2 separate regions of the Macaca mulatta genome follow, and region 1 is linked to region 2. Evidence: chromatin contacts called from public Hi-C data. All regions are on one chromosome and are shown on one strand. The core of a region is the stretch at or near the end of the contact, and the rest is flanking DNA. Distances in the headings are between cores, read along the strand shown. Region 1 holds the start of KLHL11 (kelch like family member 11). Region 2 holds the start of FKBP10 (FKBP prolyl isomerase 10).

Evidence for each region. A called contact is a pair of places that touch in the nucleus more often than the background predicts.
Region 1: a Hi-C map of fetal cortical plate shows a contact between it and region 2, with 1.7 times the contacts expected there. The contact joins the promoter of KLHL11 here to the promoter of FKBP10 in region 2. A contact is called at or near these places in 2 of 14 Hi-C or Micro-C datasets (cortical neurons and fetal cortical plate).

What each region holds. Positions count from the first base shown.
Region 1 is chr16:66,196,899-66,200,804 of T2T-MMU8v2.0, forward strand. It overlaps KLHL11 (kelch like family member 11), which reads right to left and starts at 2,197. Exons shown (of 4, transcript XR_013406793.1): 1 at 1,602-2,197.
Region 2 is chr16:66,140,945-66,144,747 of T2T-MMU8v2.0, forward strand. FKBP10 (FKBP prolyl isomerase 10) reads left to right here and starts at 1,591. Exons shown (of 10, transcript NM_001260551.1): 1 at 1,591-1,901. The coding sequence starts at 1,657. P3H4 (prolyl 3-hydroxylase family member 4 (inactive)) reads right to left here and starts at 556. Exons shown (of 8, transcript XM_028836480.2): 1 at 61-556. The coding sequence starts at 522.

The DNA.
Region 1 (3,906 bases), core at 947-3,446, 57 kb after region 2:
TTTGTTCTTTTTTTTGAGACAGTCTCGCTCTGTCAGCCAGGCTGAAGTGCAGTGGCGCAATCTCGGCTTACTGCAACCTCGGCCTCCCGCCTCCCAGTCTCAAGCGATTCTTGTGCCTCAGCCTCCCCAACAGCTAGGATTACAGGCACGCCACCATGCCTGGCTAATTTTTGTATGTTTAGTAGAGACGGGGGTTTCACCATGTTGGCCAGGCTGGTCTCGAACTCCTTACCTCAAGCATCCACCCACCTCAGCCTCTCAAAGTGATGAGATTATAGGCATGGGCCACCGGGCCTGGCCGCCACATCCTTTTTTCAACACAGCACTATTCATCAAACGAGACTGCATCATTCCTCTACCCCAAACCTTCCCATTTCTATCAGAGTAAAAGCTCATGTCCTTCCACAGACCATCAAGGCCCTATGGGATCTGGATCCATACCCATTACCATCCTGAGGCTTCTCCTGTTCCTCTCACCCTGCATCCCTTTGATACAGCCACACTGGCTCCCCGCTGTTCTCTAACATACAGACAAGCTCCACCTCAGAGCCTCTGTACCTGTGTCCCCTACCTGACACAGTCTACCTTATCTCCTTTGGTTCTTAGCAAAACGTCTTCTTCATAGGGCATTCTCTATCCAGGCAATTTGACAAACACTTCCTCTCCCCCAGCACTTTCTATGTACTCCCTCCATGCTTTATTTTTCATCAGTGATAACAATCATCCAACAGGCTATACATTTTACTTATTTACCGTCTATCTACCAACGTAAGTGCGATAAGGAAAAGGACTTTTGTCTGTTTTGATCACTGCTGAAACCCTAGCACCTTAGAATCCCGCATCTGAGCTGATGCGTAATCGGCGCTCAACAGGCATTTTTGTTAAGGAATCTGTAAAATGATAATTGCCAAAACAAATGCCTCTCCATCTCTATAAACGGTATTACCTGCCTGCTAACCAGTCTCTGGAGCATTCCTGCTCCCTACAATCCGTTTACCACAGTGGCAGAATAATATTAAAATATTTAAATCAGATCATTTATTTACTCAGTTTCCTATCACACTCAGTGAAATTCAAGCTCCTTATTCAAACGCATCTCACGCATCCTTCTCCCCTTCATCCACTAGATCCAGCGTCACTAGACTGTATTTTAATTCTCTTCTCTAAGCCAAACTGGATCCTGCCTGAGGGCCTTTGCGCTGTCTGGAATATTCATTCCCCATCTTTGCACGGTCAGTTATTTTTTGACATTCAGAGGTCTGTCTAAACGTCACCTCCTCAGAAAGGTCTTTATTCAATCCCTAGCCTTTCACTCCTTTTGAACGTCAGCACAACGCTTACCACATACTGACTTTCCTTTCCATCACTTTTGTCCCACCACCTAGTATCTGAGCTTCTTGGGCGCGAGGCGCGACCTGACGGTGCATCCTCCTCGCCCACCGCGGTTGGCTGCCCCCCAGTAGGCGCTCAGCGAGTGTGAACCCAATGCGTTCACTCAGGACTCGCGAGCTGCCGTGGCAGGCACTGCCCTCCCCTCCGCCGGCGAGCATCTCCCCTTCTCCGCGCCCGCCGCCCTCCGTGCTCCCACCCCCCTCGCCTACCTGTCGGCCAACTCCAGCACCTCGTGCACGCTGCCCGTGCTGACGCGGATGCGCCCGGTGTACATGTACTCGATAACGGCTTCCACAGTGTCGGGTTCGGGCCCCGGCTCGGAGCTCCACTTGCGCATCTCCACCCGTCCCGAGCGGGACTCGGAAAACTGGCCCGAGAGCAGGGGCGTGAAGTACTCGGTGGCGGCAGCCAGTACCGAGCGGTGGGCCCGGAACTCGCGGCCTCCAGCCCCGCCGAAGCACAGGGTAATGTCGCAGAAGAGGCCCTGGCGTCGCTGCTCGTTCTGCCGCCAGGACAGCTCTGAACAGTGAGAGCTGCACTCGAAATCCTCGGCTTCTGGGCCCGGATCGCCCCCGCTCGCCTCCATTGCAGAGATCCCTGGCCCAGGCCCGAAGTCCACCGTGCCGCTGCCTCGGACCTCGGCGGCCAGGCCTGCCGAGCCGGCAGCGGCCGTCTCCATGCTCTCCATCTCCAGCACCTGAAGAGATGCAGCCGCGGCCGCCGCCGCCGCCGCCGCCACTGCCGCAGCCGCCATCTTGACGCCACCGCGCCCGGCCTCCGCAGCCTCGGAACTATGCGGCCGTTTGGTGCGACACAGAGGGATTCTGGGATTAAATAGTGCGCGCGGGGCGGAGCCGGGTAGCCCGCGGGCCGCGCATGCGCCGCCTTGCCTCCGGCAGCCCTGCCTGCCCTGGTGAGGTTCGGCTGTAACTGTCGCCCAGTCGGGATGACTTCGCCCCAGGCCTCCCCACGAGGACGTCGGTGCGAGGATGGCTGGCTCCCTTTCCTTAGTGGGTAGCATGCTCTCTGCAGTCATTTTGTCGAGTAAAAGCCACCTAGACCATCACCTGTTGTTAAAGCCTTGAGTGGCAATACAGGATTTTTATAAGATCTAGCCTCAGCTAGGTGGATGAGGGATGAATGAGTTACTTTTTATCCGTTTTTTTGTTTTTTGTTTTGTTTTGTTTGTTTGTTTGTTTTTGAGACGGAGTCTCTCTCTGTCGCCCAGGATGGAGTGCAGTGGCGTGCTGCCCGGGTTCAAGCGATTCTCGTGCCTCAGCCTCCCTAGTAGCTGGAACTACAGGCGCCCGCCACCACACCCAGTTAATTTTTTGTGTTTTTAATAGAGACGGGGTTTCACCGTGTTAGTCAGGATGGTCTCTATCTCTTGACCTCATTACAGGCGTGAGCCACCGCGCCCGGCCCCCTAATTTATTTTCTTTTATTTATTTATTTACTTATTTTGAGACGGAGTCTTGCTCTGTCTCCTAGGCTGGAGTGCAGTGCCGCCATCTCGGCTCACTGCAAGCTCCGCCTCCCGCGTTCACGCCATTCTCCTGCCTCAGCCTCCCGAGTAGCTGGGACTACGGGAGCCCGCCGCCACGCCCGGCTAATTTTTTGTATTTTTAGTAGAGATGGGATTTCACCGTGTTAGCCAGGATAGTCTCGATCTCCTGACCTCGTGATCCGCCCGCCTTGGCCTCCCAAAGTGCTGGGATTACAGGCGTGAGCCGCCGCGTCCGGCCCCCTATTTTAATTTCTAAACACGGGAATATTGCCTAATTTGTAAGCTCATAATGAGGATTCAATGAGATGATACTGAAGCCAAGCGTCTGCATAGTGCTTTGGTTCATGGCCAATGATCAGTATATACTTGTTGAAAAGATAATTTAAAAGCTACTTTTGGGCCGGGCGCGGTGGCTGACGCCTGTAATCCCAACACTTTGGGAGCCGGAGGTGGACGGACCGCCTGAGCCCAGGAGTTCCAGACTAGCCTGCACAACATGGCAAAATCCCGTCTCTAATAAAAATTCGAAAATTAGCTGGGAACGGTGGCGGGCGCCTGTAACCCCGGTGCTTTGGGACGCCGAGGCGGGCGGATCACTTGAGGTCAGCAGTTGGAGACCAGCCTGGCCAACGTGGTGAAATCCCGCCTCTACTTAAAAATACAAAAATTAGCCGGGTGTGGTGGTGGGCACCTGTAATCCTAGCTACTTGGGAGGTTGAGGCAGGGAGAATAGCTTGAACCCTGGAGGCGGAGGTTTCAGTGAGCAGAGATCGAGCCACTGTACTCCAGCCTGGGCGACAGAGTGAGATCCTGTCTCAAAATTAAACCGGGCGAGGTGGCTCACACCTGTGATCCCAGCACTTTGGGAGGCGCGAGGCAGGTGGATCACGCACGAGGTCAGGAGTTTGAGACCAGCCTGACCAATATGGTGAAACCCCATCTCTACTAAAAATACAAAAATTAGGGGGCCGGGCGCGGTGGCTCAAGCCTGTAATCCCAGCACTTTG
Region 2 (3,803 bases), core at 341-2,840:
TCGGTGGAGTGACACGACGCCCAGCCCGAGACAGGTCCCCGGGTGGGGGCGGGCTCCCACCTTGAACAGCGCGTAGTGCAGGTACTGGTAGGGCAAGCGGCTCTGGAAGTCGCGCAGCAGCTGCCGCGGCGGGTAGGGCACCTGGAAGGCGGGCAGCGTCCGCTTGCAGCGCCGCAGGCAGGCGGCGCGCTCCAGGACGCGGCCGAAGAGCCGCAGCTCGCGGGCCCACTCGTCGGCGCGGCCGTCGTCTGGGTCGGGCTTGGGCGCGGGAGCGGGGCCGCTGCAGTTGGCGTGGCAGAAGGCCTCGCTGTCGCGCAGCAGCCGGTGCAGCCGCAGCGCCGCCTCCAGGTAGCGCGCGCTCTCGCGCCAGCTCTCGCCCTCATACTGCTCCAGCGCGTGCCCGTAGGCCGCGGCCAGCGGCATCAGGTCCTCTGGCGGGAAGCCCCGGAAGCTGTACTTCTCGTACTGCGCCCTGGCGCTGCCCAGCAGCAGCCACAGCAGCCCCCACGCCACCCGAGCCATGCCCGCCGCGCCGCCGGCTCTCCAGAGCTGAGCTGGCGGCCCCGCGGACGGAAGGGGACAGGGACAGGCCCAGGGCGGGCCGCGCGCCCGCTGGGTCTTAGCGCCGGGCACGAGGGCGGCAAGGCGGGGCGGGGCCTGGGTCACGACGTCTCCCCTCTTTTCCCGGAGGGTCCCATAGTGTCCTAAGTCCTCTCCGTCGGCCCGGGCTCCTGCCGTGGGGGTGTCCCCTAGGCAGAGAATGAGTCGGGGAGCGCTTCCCGCCAGAGATGGGGAGCCCAGGAAGCCCCTCCCCACGCAAACAGTGCCCCCGCCTGAGATCAGGACACTGAGTGAGGGCTGCCTCTGCGCTGCCCAAACGAGGGGGAAGCCCTGGAGCCGGGCCTTCAGTCGCTGCGCCCTCCTGCACCCTCCTGCACCCTCCGAGTGTCTCCCCCGCCCACGTCGGAGGCACACACCTGCTATCACTTGCACACTTTGCGCTGCCACCACCCCCCACTCCGTCTCCGTGCCCGTCACATCCCAAGTCACAAAGTCCTTCTTGCAGTCCAGCTTTTGCGGGACCAAGCTGCTCTTCCCTGGAGATGCCTTCCCTTCTAGCACAGCTGGGGTCACGGACGAGCACCGAGATGTCCCTCACACTCCGCTGCTTCGCCACCCACCTAGAGGGGGCCAGAATTGGAGTTGCCGGCGAAAGAAGCAAGGGGCATCTCCGCCTGGCTTTAGGACCCGGGGGCTCCGGAAAAAGACATTGAACTTTTTTTTTTTTTCCATTTGGTGTCCACTCAGAGTTCTCATCTTTCGCGAGCCTCCCTCCCTGGCCAGGCCCCAGGTCTCGCAGCCAGGGATGGAGATGGGGGGAGGGGGAACCCGGATTTCTTTGTGGGGCCTCCCTCCGACTCTAATACACTCAACCTGGCCCCCTCCTCCTATTGCACCCCCACCCCCGCCCCTGCTCCTCTGGCCAGGCCAGCTCTGTCTTCCCAGCCCCCATTCCACGTGGACCAGCCAGGGCGGGGGTAGGGGAGGAGGACAGGAAGCGGGGGAGCTAGTTCTGGGAGGCGGGGGGCGGGGGAAGGAGGTTGGCGGCGGCTCCCTCGCTCGCCCTCACTGCTGTCGGTCCCAACTCCAGGCACCATGTTCCCCGCGGGCCCCCCCAGCCACAGCCTCCTCCGGCTCCCCCTGCTGCAGTTGCTGCTACTGGTGGTGCAGGCCGTGGGGAGGGGGCTGGGCCGCGCCAGCCCTGCCGGGGGCCCCCTGGAAGATGTGGTCATCGAGAGGTACCACATCCCCAGGGCCTGTCCCCGGGAAGTGCAGATGGGGGATTTTGTGCGCTACCACTACAACGGCACTTTCGAAGATGGCAAGAAGTTTGACTCAAGGTAACCCCGGTTGGGCGCCCCCGGATTCACCACTCCGTCTCCTGAACCCGGGGTCCTGTTTCCTTGTTGCCTCTTTTAAGCTCTACATCCCAATACTCTAACCCCAGACAGCACCCTTGGGGCCTCCCAGACACCCATCTCCCCAAAGATACCCTCCTGTCCCCACTTCCAAACCCTCACTTCTCAAAGGATCCCATTTCTTTCTCGCAAGCTCTCCACATCGCAGAAAGGACTCGGTAATCAAGGTGAACTGCCTCGTGTAGTTACCAGGGCTGTATTTAATGACCTGATGGAGAGGGGTGTTCTGGCCTACAGTGTTGCGGGGAAGGGGGTGGTCCCTGCTGCTTGAGAACCCTGGGGTGGTCTATCAGCCTGGACCCCATACCTTTCCACCCACCCTGACTCCCTTTCTGGTTCCACTCCATTTTCAGTGCCTTTGTGGTTAGAGAAGAGGGAACAGAACTTTTTTTGGAGGGGGTGGGAGTTTTCAGCAGCCGGTGGGCAGGGAAAAAGGTGGGTGGGCATTATAAGAAGATAGCCGGCTGGACCTGGGGGTAGGGCATGGCTCCCTGTGGAGGCCCTGTCTGTCTACGTGTCACACAGTCGGACATGCCACCCTGGGCTCCTCGGAGGAATTTCATACCTCCCTCTCTGGTTCTCCTGGAACCCTCATCTCTCTCCATTTTAGGTATCCCAGGAAAGAAGCGCAGGCCGCTCATTTTGCCAGCCCTTGGGGTTTGTGAGGTGGCCTCCTGGTCTGATCCAGGCCTTTGGTCTGCTCCAGCAAGTCCACTTTTGTTAGCGGGGACAGGGCAGGGCTGTGTGCCAGCCTCAGGGGTAAACCTAGGGTCCCAGTTATACACGGACCCCACAGCACACTGAAAGAGTCAGTGTTTCTTAGACCCTCCTCTGAAACACACAACTCAGCCAACAGGAAATTAGTGGCCATGACTTTAGAGGCAGGCATATATTGGGGTAAGCATACAAACTCCAAGAGCCCCAAGACCCTGGTTCAAATCCAGGCTATGACCATGGACAGAGAATTTTGTCTCTTTAAGCATCACTTTCCTTATATGAGAAATGGAGCCAAAAACAGGACCTACTTGCTAAGGCTGATGTTAGGACTCGAAGGAGATGGATGAATGAATGTAGGCTTCTCGCAGGGCCTGGCAGTCCTCCAGCCAGTTCAGCACACATTAACATTGACCCTGAGGAAAACCGTATGACCTGATGCTGTTGAACTTGTAGAAACTTCTTGCAGAGCTTAAGCCTGCATACCAACACTGAGAAGGAAACAATCCAGACTTAAAACCTGTCCACTTGGTGGGCAAATTCAGGTATAGGGTAGTAGCCAGAAGCGCTGCGCTGAGCACTTGACTGCTGGGAGTGAGGCAGGGGTTGGGATTTAGGGGTTGTTGTCCCTGATGGGGACTCTGGGAGCCCAGCTCATGAGTGTTGAGCTTGGAAAACTTTTTTTTTTTTAGTTGGAGTCTCATTCTGTTGCCCATGAGCCACTGCACCTAGCCAATTATATACACTTTTAATTTATTTTAAGTTTTCAGAAGTAAAGTGAGGATGGGAGATTTTCTTTCTTTCTTTTTTTTTTTTTTTAATTGAAGGGGCCATGGGTTAAGAAAGTTTTCTGGCCAGGCGTGATGGCTCACACCTGTAATCCCAGCACTTCGGGAGACTGAGGCGGGCAGATCACGAGGTCAGGAGATGGAGACCATCCTGGCTAACACGGTGAAACCCCATCTCCACTAAAAATACAAAAAAAAATTGCCGGGTGTGGTCCAGGTGCCTGTAATCCCAGCTACTCGGGAGGCTGAGGCAGGAGAATGACATGAACCTGGGAGGCAGAGCTTGCAGTGAGTGGAGATCGCACTACTGCACTCCAGCCTG